Regions from separate parts of the Sus scrofa genome. Here all the other regions are linked to region 1. The links are chromatin contacts, called in public HiChIP or PLAC-seq maps. All regions are on one chromosome and are shown on one strand. Each heading gives the region's core, a stretch centred on a gene start, on an enhancer-like site or on the middle of the called end of the contact. The rest is flanking DNA. Distances are from core to core; before and after follow the strand shown.

Region 1 (4,416 bases), core at 899-3,398:
CAAAGTTGAAAACCATCTCAAATTATCACCCCTCCATGTTAATTTGCACCCAATGTTCCTCCACTCAACCTCTCAGAGCTCTGTGCCATTAACAGGACTGATATTTACACACAGGATGTGTGAAATATTGAGTGGTTTCTTCAGTAATTTTCACCAATGAGCGCCATTTGAAAAGAATTAGATAGTGTTTCCCATATAGACATGTCCACAGAGGCACGATTCCAGATTCCCTTTTACCCAATGGCTAGTGAAGGAAATGAAAATAATCAACACTGCAAATAGGGAACAGAAAAAAAAAATCCACTCATCCACAGCAAACAGGGAAAGAATCATTTTTTAATAACACACTTGAAAAAGCATCTGCCAAGGAAAGAAAGAACAACAGCACTGGCTAATGTGATCCCCAATTGCTGAAATAGTGCTAGGAGAAGAAGACAAAGGAGTTCCCATTGTGGCTCAGCAGGTTAAGAACCTGACTAGGGAGTTCCCACTGTGGCTCAGTGGATCACAAACCCAACTAGTATCCATGAGGATGCTGGTTCGATCCCTGGCCTTGCTCGTTGGGTTAAAGGATCTGGCCTTGCCACAAGGTGGCAGATGTGGCTCAGATGTGGCATTGCTGTGGCTGTGGTATAGGCCGTCAGCTGCAGTTCTGATTTGATCCCCAGCCTGGGAACTTCCATATGCCTTGAGTGTGGCCTTAAAATTAAAAAAAAAAAAAAAAAAAAAAAAAGACATCCACAAAGCCAGGAGAATTCTGCTTATACCCCCCAGCTTGGTGAGGAGCAGAAAGGGGTCAATAGTCAGCCAAGGGGGAGTCATGGGACATCCCTGAGAATCCATGTCTGTGAGGGCAGATGCAGGATGCCCTGGAGAGTGGAGGGACCTGCAGGAATCAGGCTTCTGGTGTCTCTTAGGGAGGGAAAAAGTAGAGCAATGAGGCAGAATAAAACAAAACTATATCTAATATCCCAGATGATGAATGTCAAGCTGGAAATCTGAAGATAAGATAAGAAGAAAAGATATCCTGCTGAGAATAGCCAGTGGAAAAGGTTACACTGGAGCCCAGTGAAAAAAGCCTTTCCTCTGCCCACCCCCCACCTCACTGGTGACACCGGCTGAAACCCACAGGCATCCCAACCCTTCCCTCATACCAGGTGGAAGTGAAAGAGTGAAATGAGGACGTGAACAACCAGGTCTGACTTCAGAGGAAGCAGAAGCTCTGGGGCACCACAGCTAATGAAGGGGTATCTGCCCTCACGGGCTGCACACGCCCCTACCAGGTAGAGTGAATCCTGATATAGGATAGGGAACTAAACCTCAGAGATGAGAAAATGAAAATTAAATCCACAACAAGAGTCCCCCTCAGCCCCAGTTCCCGTTAAGCTTTTGTTTAAAAAAAAAAAAATGTAGAGCAAATGCACCTCTGAGCCCTTTAGATGGAAAAACAGATCTCAGGGTAACAGGCGAAGGAACTAAGGAGACTGGCATTATTACATCAGAGGAAGCAGAGGTCTGGCCAGAGCTGTCCACATTCAACCCAAGGAGGGTGAGAAGACAGGGCATAACTATGCAATCATCATGCCGAAAAATACAGGAAAGAGAGGTACACAGCATACAAGAAATAGATGAAAAGTTCAATCTGGAATAAAATGTAACCTCAGAGACAAAAGAAAAATGCCATGCGAACGCTCAGGGTAGAAGTTACTGTGAAAAGAAATTCAGTGGCACAAGAACTAAAATAACACTTGATGAAACAACAAAACTAGCCAATGAAAGGCATTGTGAATGAAAGAAAGAAAAAAAAAAAGAAATTGTGGACTAAAAGCACACCATTTCCTAACTGATAAAGAAATAACAAAATGAAAGGAAGAGACGAGGCACAATTACAAATTGAATTATTGACAGAAAAGAAGGACCATTCACAGCAAATGCCAGGAAAGAGACAAACACAAAGGAGATACTGCGAACAAAGAAAAGCCAATATGAAGATAATTGTGTCTTCAAGCCAAGAACTGAACAGAGACACAAAAACACACTCAATTACTGTAATAGAGCCTGACTCCGTTTTTGACGTGAGTGCTGACAGCTTCCCAGCCCCCATCACTCCCTCTTCCCTTCTGACCCACATCTGGGCACAGTGACAGGAAGCTCCGTTGCTCCCTCCTTTGGCGCTGGGAGAACGTTCAAACCCACACAAACCACACAAACTTCCACAACTGTGTGGGGAACCCTCAGTGAGGCCCCACTCCCTAATCATCATAAAGCCAGTCGCCCTCTCCAGCTGCTTTTGGACCTGTCAGGAGTTTCTACTGCTCTCCCCAGAAAGCCACATGATGTAATAAAACTTGTCATACCTTCTTGGGGCATGTGTTGCACCATCAGTTTTAACAGCAACCAAATTTAGACTCAGGAGTCCCTTTCCCCTCCAAGAGACAATCACGACAAATAGACACTGGAAGGCAGTTTCCCTAGAGTGATGGAAAACCTGAGTCTGGGGTTTGATGAAAGAGCAAATTGTTTTCTGAAAGAATCTAATCTAGAATGATGATGTGGGAACAAAATTACCAAATTCCAAGGATTAAAAAAAAAAAAAATCCTTCAGGCATCCAGGTGAAAAAGTAAGTCATTTACAAGAGGAAAGAAATCAACCAGTCTCAGACTTCTCCCAGCAAATCTACAAAGTTTTGAGAAAAGTACATTATGTCCAGCTATGATGTTATTCAATTATTAAAGCAGAAGTCAGACAGTCTCAAATATGATTGTATTTACACCTTTTATGAGTTCTTTTTGGGAAAAGTGATAGTTTAAAAACAAGCCAAAAGGGAGTTCCCATTGTGGCTCAGTGGTAAGGAACCCAATTAGGATCCATCAGAATTCAGGTTTGATTCCTGGCCTTGCTCAGGGGGTTAAGGATCCAGAGTTGCCACGAGCTGTGGTGTAGGTGGCAGATGAGGCTCGGATCCCACGTTGCTGTGGCTGTGGTGCAGGCCAGCAGCTACGGCTCCAATTTGACCCCTAACCTGGGACTTCCATATGCCACAAGTAGAGCCCTAAAAAGCAAAAAATAAATAAAAATAAAACAAAAAGAAGCCAACCATGAGATAATAAAGTACACAGGAATAGTGCTATGGCATGTAGTGAACATTAAATCCATTTAGAATTAAGATTTAGTTAAGATGGGAATTATATTTAAGAAATTAAATATAATATTTTAATGTTTGAAATGTAAATTTAATATATAGCTAAGAGAACTAATTTAAAATGTGCAAAGATAACTGAACAAATTAGTACTAATTTCTTAATCTTTAATGGCAGATTATCAATAAATGCTATCTTAAATGAAATACATCACTTAAAAAATAAATTGGTCATAACTTAATCTTTTTTTCATCTCTGCAAGGGTAATAATCTAGAGAGCTGTAGTCTGAATACGCCTAATGGACTATGGAAATACTTTGCTTCCTTATTTCTTTGACCTACTCAGTGATGACATAGGCAATGTGACCAGAGATATTTTTATTTTGAAAAAATACTACCAACTTAAAATCTATAGTTTGTTTCACAAATCATATTGTCACTGATCCGAGAGGCACTTGAGTTTGTGACCCCTGCCTTAAAGGAATATTTTAGGAACACACATAACTTTGTTAAAGAAACAACTTTTTTTCTTTTTCTTTCTTTCTTTTTGTTTTCTGTTTTTTGTTTTGCCTTTTTAGGGCTGCACCTGAAGCATATGGAGGTTTCCAGGCCACAGCAATGTGGAATCTGAGCCTTGTCTGTGACCTACACCACAGCTCACAGTAATATGGGATCCTTAATCCACTGAGCAAGGCCAGGGATCGAACCTGCATCCTCATGGATCCTAGTCAGGTTTGTTACCACTGAGCCATGATGGGAACGCCTAAAGAACAACTTTAATAAAAATCAATTTCTTCGGTTTCTTTTCTTTTTCTTACCCATTATAATAAAAATATTTCTGTATAGCCATATATAGATTTTATAGACTACATATAGATTGAGATCCAGATATAAATATCTACACAGATATTACTGGAGTTTGGTTTGGCTGAAGTTTACCTATTATTTCTGGTTGGTAAGATTTTCTATAATTTTTTACCTTCTACTTTGTACTTCTCTGAAATGCTCAAATTTCCAATGAGAATGTATATTATTTTTAAAAACAATAAAGTCATCCTTCAAACTATAAGGAAAACAAAGTGAATTAGTTACACATTCAGGTTAGTTTGTTATATATATTATATATTAGGTTCTTTTTTTTTTTTTTTTTTTGTCTTTTATCTTCTTGAGGGCCACACCTGCAGCATATGGAGGTTCCTGGGCTAGGGGTTAAATCAGATCTGTAGCTGCTGGCCTGCACCACAGCCACAGCAACACCAGATCCAAGCCACGTCT
Region 2 (4,416 bases), core at 700-3,199, 180 kb after region 1:
TTCCATACACAGGTGATATCATACCTAGCATTTGTCTTTCTTTGCCTGACTTATCACACTCAGCATAATGCCCTCAAGATCGATGCTGCTACAAATGACAGGATTTCCTTCTTCTCCCAGCTAAAGAATACATGTTTGTGTACCACAACTTAATTATTCTTTCATGCTTCCACGGTACTTAGGTTGTTTCTATATCTTGGCTATTGTGATTAACACTGTAACAAACATGAGAGTGCAAATATCTCCTCACTGTGCTTTTGCATTTTCCTTGGATTAGTGATGTTGATCATTTTTTCATGTACCTGTTGGCTATCTGGACAGCTTCTTTGGAAAGTGTCTATTTAGTTCTTCTGCCTATTTTTAATCAGGTTTTTTTTTTGTTGCTATTGTTGTTATTTAGTTGTAACCCTCTTCTGATATACGGTTTTCTAATATTTTTTTCTCATCCTGTATGTTGCCTTTTCATTTTATTGATTCTTTTTTTTTTTTTTTTTTTTTTTTTTTTTTTGCTGTGTAGAAGCTTTTAAGTCTGTTGATTGATGTTTCCCTTTTGATTTTTACCATTTGAGTGGGTTGTTGATTTTTACCTTTGTTATTTGTGCTTTTGGTGTCATACTCCCCCAAATCATCACCAAGGCTAATGTTAAGGAGCTTCTTCCATGTGTTTTATTCTGGGAGTTTTATGGTATCAGGGCTTATGTTTAAGTCTTGGATCCATTTTGAGTTAATTTTTGTGAGTGGTGGAAGATAGGGGTCCAGTTTCATTTTTCTGGTTATCCAATTTTCCCAGCACCATTTGTTGAAGAGATTCTCCTTTACCCACTGGGTTTTCTTGGTTCCTCTGTCAAATATTAGTTGACTGTATATTTAGGGGTTTAATTCTGGATTCTCTATTCTGTTCCATTGATCTCTGTGTCTATTTTTATGCCAGTTACATACTATTTTACTTACTATAGCTTTGTAATGTAGTTTGGAATCTGAATGTGTGGTGCCTCTGGCTTTGTTCTTTCTGAGGATTGGTTTAGCTATGTGGGGTCTTCTGTGATCCTATTCACCTTTTAGGACTGTTTTTCTTTTTCCTGTATTTCTGTGGAAAATGTCACTGGAATTTTAATAGGGAATGCATTGAATCTATAGATGGCTTGGGTACGGCAGGGGTTGATGTCAGCATCATGGTGGCATGAGTTGTTCCTTTTTTCTCTCTCCTGTTATTTATAACCAAACAAAAGTGCCTCTTCGCATTACAATAGAACATGGTGGTGGAGGAGAATGGGTGCTGGGGAAGGAGAGGCAAAACTGGAGAGTGAAAAACAAGGGAGACAAGCAAGGGAGTTAATGAATTTGTGGAAGTCCAAAAAGCATGACAGGAGAATCAGGATTGTCATTGGAGCAGTAGAGAGATGAGGTGAGAGGCAGAGAAGAAGGAGAACCTCAAAAAGTCAGCTCTCCTTCCGCAGGGTGACACCACATTCCCCAGGCTTTCCTCAGCAGTGACAGTGGTGACTCCCCTCATAGTGGAGGTGGAAAGCAAAAGGAGTGAATGACTGACCTCTAGGCTGCACAAGCTGCAGCAGGATGGACCAGTTTCTTACCAGCAGCATGTAATTTCTGAGGAAGAAACTCTGACTTGAAGAGAGGAAAGGAAAGCATATGAGGCAGACAAGTATAACAAAGGTCATTAAAAGAAAAAGTGCCCCGCTATCTGCTTCAGGATTTCAGCAGCAGTAGCCTCACTAGAGGATCTTCCTACTGGGCAATGGGCATCCACAAAGCCCCCAGTGCCAGCCCACACTTCCCCCTACTCTGCCACTAGCTTTTTCTTTGACAGTTTTTGCTGTTGTTTGTTTGTTTTGTTTTGTTTTTGTTTTTAATTTGGGTGACTCTTAGGTGCAGCTCCAGAGCTAGTTCAGGTAAGGAGAGCCAAAGGTTTGACCTACAGCGCCACCGTGTGGAAAACAAAATTTCTAATTACCAATTGGTTTAACTGAACAAAGTGAACAAGAAAGGGATGTGCTACTTCAAATGAAACTACACAGGCACACTTCATCAAACACAATGAAAAATCATGGTAATATTGTATAACAAAAAGAAAATAATTCTCTAGTCACTGAACCCAAGGGCACAGAAGACTGCAATCTAATTGATAAAGTATTCAAAAGCACTGTTATGAAGAGATTCAATTAGCTACAAGAAAACTCAGAAAGGCAATTAAATGAACTCAGGAACAAAATTAATAAATAGAAGGAGTTATTTAGCAAAGAGACTGAAATTTAAAAAAAAACAGGATTTCCATTGTGATATAGTGGGTTAAGGATCTGGCATTGTCACTATAGTGACTCAGGTCCCTGCTGTGGTGCAGATTCAATCCCTGGCCCAGGAACTTCTTCATGCCATGGGAGTGGCCAAAAAAAGAACCAGACAAATTCTGGAGCTGAAAAAAGTCAGTGAATCTGATGAAGACTATATTAGAGAACTCAGGAAGTAGGGCAGGAAGATCAAAGAGGAATTAGCAACCTGGAGGATAAGAATGTAAAAATGACTCAGATTTAAGACAAACTAAGATTTTTAAGAAGCAAAAATAAAACCCTATGAGAAATATCATTTACGAGGAAACAAATAAATAAAAGAATAACTGGTCTATCAGAAGGAGAAGAGTGGAGGAGGGAACAGAGAGTATAATTAGAGAAATAATAGCTAAGAACTTACAAACCCTGGGGAAGAAAATGGACATACAAGTCCAGAAAGCTAAAAGAACACATTATTATCTCAATTCAAAAAGAACTTCCCAAGACATGTTATAATGAAATTGTCAAGAATCAATGATAAAGAATCTTAACGGCAGCTGGGGAGGGTGGGTGTGGAGTAACCTACAAAGGAACTCTTACCAGGCTATCAGCAAATTTCTCAGCAGAAATAGTATGGGCCAGAAGAGTGAAATACATATTCAAAGTGCTCAAAGATAAAAATGCCAGCCAAGAATACTTTATCTGGCATTTATCCTTCAGATATGAAGGAGAAATAAAGGCTTTCCCAAACAAACAAAAACTGAGGGAGTTCATCGCCCGTTGACCTGCCTTGCAGGAAATGCTGAAAGAAGTTCTTCAAGCTGAAATGCAAAGATGCTAATTAGTGACATCATAAATTATAGTGCAGTATATTCTAGCAATGGTGAAAAATAACCAGTCAGAATATAGATAACTTTGTATAGTATAGACGTTTTAACAATTTTAATTCCTCGAACCCACAACCTTCCATTTATTTTTGTCTTCTTCAATTTCCTTCCAAAGAGTCTTGTAGCTTTCATTCTACAGACCTTTCACTTCCTTTGATTACATTAACTCCTAGGTATTTTATTGTTTTTGAAGATACTGTGAAAAGGATAGTTTTCATTTCTTTTTCAGATGTTTTGATTGTTAGCGTACAGATGAACCTGAATTCTGTATGTTAATCTTACAACTTAAATGAACTTGTTGATTAGTTCCAACAGTATTATGACTGGGTCTCTAGGATTTTCTATACATAAAATCATATCGTCTGCACATAATAAGTTTTACTTCTTCCTTTCCAATTTGGATAACTTTATTTCTTTTTCTTGCTTAATTACTCTAGCTATGAATTCCAGTAACATACTGAACAAGAGAGCTGAGAGGCTTACTTGTCTTATTCCTGATCTTAGGAAAACCCTTCAATTTTTCTCCATTGAGTATAGTATTATAATGTTACCTATGGGTGTATAATATAGTATATGGTCTTGATTATGTAGTTCCTTCTTAACCCAATATGTTGAGGTTGTTTATCATAAAAGGATGTTTTGTCAAGTGCTATCTCTACATTTACTGAGATAATCATGTGATTTTTACCTTGCATTCTTTAAGCTTAATTTGTTTTTCTTTTTCTAGTTCTTTGAGATGTAAAGTTAGATTCTTTATTTAAGGTCTTCTAATTTCTTAACGTGTGCATTCATTGCTATAAATTTCCCTCTCAGAACTTCAAAATCGCTTTTGTAGCATTCCAAAGGTTTTGGTGTGTTGTGTTTCCATTTCCATTTGTTTCGATATTTTAATTTCTCTTTTGATTTCTTCTTTGATCCACTGCTTGTTCAGAAGATAGTTTCCATTTATTTGTAGATTTTCCAGCTTTCCTCTTGTTATTGATTTCTAGTTTCAACCATTATGGTTGGAAAAGACAGCTGGTATGATTTCAGTCTTCTTAAATTTGCTAAAACTTGTTTTTTGTCCTATCATATGACTTATCTGGAACATATTCTGTGTGCACTTGTCAGAATGTGTATTCTGCTGCTATTGGATGGAATACTCTATACATGTCTGTTAAATCCATTTGGTTTAAAATATGGTTCAGTTCCAATGTTTCCATGTTGATTTCCTGTGTGGACGATCTATCCATTGCTGAAAGCAG
Region 3 (4,416 bases), core at 817-3,316, 140 kb after region 1:
GAAGAACTGATTTGAGGAGAGCCTATTTTTCTAACTTTTTCTACGTTAAATGAAGTATACCCATGTTGTGGACAATTAGAACAGGGAAAAAAGCATCCATCATACTAACATATGTCATTATGAACGTTTTGGGGTGTTTCCCTCCACCTATTCTATCTATCCACTAAAAAAACCCAACTATGAACATGCAGCATATACAATATAGAGCCCCAGGAATTCCTGTTGTGGTACAGTGGAAACAAACAAGACTAGTATCCACGAGGATGCAAGTTTGATCCCTGGCCTCACTCAGTGAGTTAAGGATTTGGCGTTGCTATGAGCTGTGGTATAGGTCACAGACACGGCTCAGATCTGCCTTTGCTGTGGTGCAGGCTGGCAGGTGTAGCTCTGATTCGACCCCTAGCCTGGGAATCTCCATATGCCACAGTGCAGGCCTAAAAAAACAAACCAAAAACCAAAACAGAGTCCTTTTTTAAACTGAATTCAAATTATATCATAAGCCTTTCTTCAAGTTACTATTTCACAAAGATCACTTTACCATCTGAGTGATCTTTATAGAGTCTTTGTTTTTTTTTTTTGTTTTTTTTTTTTTTGTTTTTTTTTTTTTTGCTTTTTAGGGCCAGACCCATGGCATACAGAGGTTCCCAGGCTAGGGGTCCAATCATAGCTATGGATGCCGGACTACACCACAGCCACAGCAATGCTGGATTCAAGCCTCAAGCCTCCTCTGTGACCTACACCACAGCTCATGGCAATGCCAGATCCTTAACCCACTGAGCAAGGCCCGGGATCGAACCCACAACCTCATGGTTCCTAGTCGGATTCGTTTCCTCTGCGCCACGACGAGAACCCCTAGAGTCCTTTTTTAAACTGAATTCAAATTATATCATAAGCCTTTCTTCAAGTAACTATTTCACAAAGATCACTTTACCATCTGTAGATTATTTGTTTACATAACCATTCTCTCATCATTGTACATTTATATCATTCCTAAAAGTTTGCAATTACAAGAAAAGCTAAGGAGTGTGAAATCAAATATAGCTCTAGTTGCAGAATTATGTTCCTTCCTTAGGAATGATCCTTAGGAGTAGAATTACAGGGTACTACAATGTGACCACTTTTATGTTTCTAAATAAATGTCATTAAACTGTCTTCCAGCTTCATGGGGAAGGGGAATTCAAACTATTTAACACCTCATATGCCCACAGGCCAACAGGAACAGACTACTGCCTTCCATAACCTGCAAAAGAGCCTTGGAGAACACCAGCAGAATCCTAGCCTGCTTATGCTGAGTTATAGGGCCAACAAATTCCACTCTTAACAGCATTATTGCCATTTACATATTAAAAAAAATATCTAAGCCAAAAGAGATAGCCTCATCTTTTTTTTTTTTTTTGTAACTACTATTTTTTATTTCCTTTTTTTTTTTTTCTTTCTTACAGCTGCACCTGCTGCATATGGAAGTTCCTGGGCTAGGGGTCGAATTGGAGCTGTAACTGCTGGCCTAGACCACACAGCCACAGCAATGATGGATCCTAGCCACAGCTGTGGCAATGGTGGATTCTTAACCCACTAAGTGAGGCCAGGGATCAAACGTGCATCCTTGAGGACACTATGTCAGGTTCTTAACCCACTGAGCCACAGTGGGAATGCCTATCACTACTATTTTAAAAATGTTTAAAGTGCAACCTTATTAGTTAGGGTGAAGATTTTTTTTTCTTCACACCCATTGGATTATTTTAGAACTTAACTCTTCATTCTATTTCTTTGACCATTTATTTATTTGGGTCCTAATGTTTTATTTATATATCAGAGGGGTCACACTTCACAGTGGTTAAGAGAGCAGGCTCTGAAGTTATACGGGTCAGGGTTTCAATCCTTAAACTGTGGCTTTCTAGCTAAGTGACATTGGGCTAGTGTCTTAGCTCAGATTGCTACAACAAAATACCACAGACCGATAGCTTAAAAAACAAACATTTACTTCGCACAGTTCTGGAAGCTGTGAGATGACATCAGAATCATGTAGGCTTTTTAAAAGGCTTTCTTTTTTCCCCTGACGCACACTGCCAATTCAACATCACAAAATGATCGCACACATCATATGCTCTTGTTCTCCAAACACACATAACATGAGAATGAGAAAAGGGAAGCATGAAGAATGAGAATGAGAAAAGGGAAGCATGAAGAAACAAAATGTCAATGAAATTCTGGAACAATTCAAAGGGCTGAGGAAGCAAAAAACCCCAAAGCCTGTAAAGAGTAATAAGAAACAAGGGAATCCACCTCCATAGAACCTCAGAAAGGCTTAAGATTTGCGGTATCTGTTACCATGGAAGGTACAGATAAGCTGTGAGAATAAAAACAGGAGGCATTGTTGAACACAGACAGGACAGCTCCCCACACATCCTTTCACTCACTCTTTATGGCCCAAAGACCAAATTTCTGGCCCTCACTCCACCTCCACACATACACAAAAGGAGCTGGAGGCTTATTCTGGGAAGAAATGAACTAAAGTGGTTCTGACCTTAAGACACTGCACCCAGCAGAAGGCAGGAGTTAAGCCACAGGAAGACTCAATACATCCAAAGTGAACTCCATACATTCCTTTAACACACGGCAATTTCTTCCTTCTAGGTACCCAGTCCACAAACCTAAGATTCCTCCTTGACATCTCTTTCTTTTACACTTGACATACATTTTATCAGGAAATTCTGTTGACTCTGTTTTGAAAATAAATCCAGAATCTGGAGTTTCTGCTATGGCACAGTGGGTTTAGAATCCAACTGCAGTGGCTCAGGCTGCTGCAGAGGCGAGGGTTTAATCCTCAACCTCGTGCAGTGGGTTAAAGGATCTGATGTTGCTGCAACTGGGTGTGGGTTGCAGGTGTGGCTCAGATTCAATTCCCAGTCCAGGAACTCCCAAATACCATGAGCGCAGCCATAAAAAAAAATAAAATAAATAAACACATAATTAAAGAATCCAAAATCCAACTACTTTTCACCACCTTTATTGCTGCTACCCTGGTGTGGGCCACCATCTCTGTCTCTACTGGATTATTGGAATAACTTCCTAAATTGTTTCCTCACTTCTAATGTTGCCAGGGTGATTCTCCAAAATCTGAAGTCAGATCCTTTCATTCTTCTTCAAACCTTACGAAGGCACACATCTGTGCTCAGTAAAAGCTTCCCACAAAGTCTTCCTTTTACCTCTCTGTTCTCCCCCTTCCTATTTCCTCCTCAGTCACTCCCTTACTGTTACATTGACCTCTTTGTTCTTCCTCTAACATGACATACCTGTCTCTACCTCAGGGCCTTTGCACTGATGGTTCCTTGAAGCTAGCCTTCTTCAGTCTTGCCCCAAATGGTCCATGATAAATATATGCAAATACTATGCCTTTTTATATAAGGGATTTGAGCATCCATGGATTTTGGTATCCCTCGTAGCTCCTGGAACTCATCACCCATAGATATGGAGGGATGACCATACTGTATGACCAGCATAATTAATTGAAAAACAGTAACAAAAATAAAAACTCAAGACTCCCACCAAGGCACTTCATTGGGAGTTTCAAAGCATCTAAAAAGGACAATCTTTAAAAGGCTCCAGAGAGAAAGCTCAAATAAACAGGAATCAGATGGCATCAGATTTATCACAACATTGCTACTTCCTTCAAAATTCTTAGTGAAAATTATTTTCAACTTAGAATTCTATACCAAGCCAAAATATTGATCAAGCAGAAGAGCAAACTAAATATCTAAAATTTTCAGGTATGCGAGGACTTAGAAAATTACTTCCCATGGCCTTTCTTGGGAAACTAATGAAAGATGTACTTCCCCAAACGCTGAATAAAGACAAAGACATGGAGCTCAGTAAATGATGGGTCCATCACCTCTGGGGGTGAAGGCTTTGTGGCTTTGTGGCAGATCTAGAGAGAAACCTGTCCAAGAGGGTGGAAGGCTGAGTTATCTCTAGGCTGAGGTGAGGTCTAAGAGTGATGGTAGGATTGTCTGAGGTGTTTTATTTTTTGACAAACATTTTTCACCACAAGTTTGGCTGATCATTGGATGATCCTTTTAAGAAAATTAATGGATGCATGGAAATAAATGGATATAAACAAACATAAAACAGGCTATTATTAACTCCAAGAAGAAGCAAAAAATTATCTTAGAAATATATTCATGGCTATACTATTGCCTTAGTAGTGAATAATGTGCATATCAATCACTGCCAATGCCAATTAAACTGTGGCATGACTGTATTAGGAGGATAGGAATAAAGCAATTGAAAGGTGGTTCTGTGGAGATAGCTTAGTCCCTAATTCAACATAAAAGGATGTCACAAGATCCTTTCTAAAACTGACAGACAAAAATAGCTATATATGAACCCAAATAATAGGAGAAAAATCTTTGCAAACCA

The links. HiChIP or PLAC-seq counts read pairs in DNA pulled down with a chosen protein or histone mark.
Region 2: an H3K27ac HiChIP or PLAC-seq map of alveolar macrophages shows a contact between it and region 1. The contact joins two enhancer-like sites. A contact is called at or near these places in 1 of 5 promoter capture datasets (liver), 17 of 47 Hi-C or Micro-C datasets (alveolar macrophages, embryonic fibroblasts, epiblast stem cells and 12 more) and 1 of 2 datasets of contacts at active chromatin or transcription factors (alveolar macrophages).
Region 3: a contact with region 1 is called in an H3K27ac HiChIP or PLAC-seq map of alveolar macrophages. The contact joins two enhancer-like sites. A contact is called at or near these places in 1 of 47 Hi-C or Micro-C datasets (embryonic fibroblasts) and 1 of 2 datasets of contacts at active chromatin or transcription factors (alveolar macrophages).

Annotation. Positions count from the first base shown.
Region 1 is chr2:120,229,338-120,233,753 of Sscrofa11.1, reverse strand. No RefSeq gene overlaps it. Among named protein-coding and RNA genes, the nearest start is that of COMMD10, 7.1 kb to the left of the region's middle. Within about 2 kb of position 2,148, at least 8 of the 83 cell types and tissues checked have an H3K27ac peak or open chromatin away from gene starts, as enhancers often do. A contact at or near this core is called in alveolar macrophages, where this site is marked.
Region 2 is chr2:120,048,979-120,053,394 of Sscrofa11.1, reverse strand. No RefSeq gene overlaps it. Among named protein-coding and RNA genes, the nearest start is that of LVRN, 66 kb to the left of the region's middle. Within about 2 kb of position 1,949, at least 1 of the 83 cell types and tissues checked has an H3K27ac peak or open chromatin away from gene starts, as enhancers often do. A contact at or near this core is called in alveolar macrophages, where this site is marked.
Region 3 is chr2:120,089,306-120,093,721 of Sscrofa11.1, reverse strand. No RefSeq gene overlaps it. Among named protein-coding and RNA genes, the nearest start is that of LVRN, 26 kb to the left of the region's middle. Within about 2 kb of position 2,066, at least 1 of the 83 cell types and tissues checked has an H3K27ac peak or open chromatin away from gene starts, as enhancers often do. A contact at or near this core is called in alveolar macrophages, where this site is marked.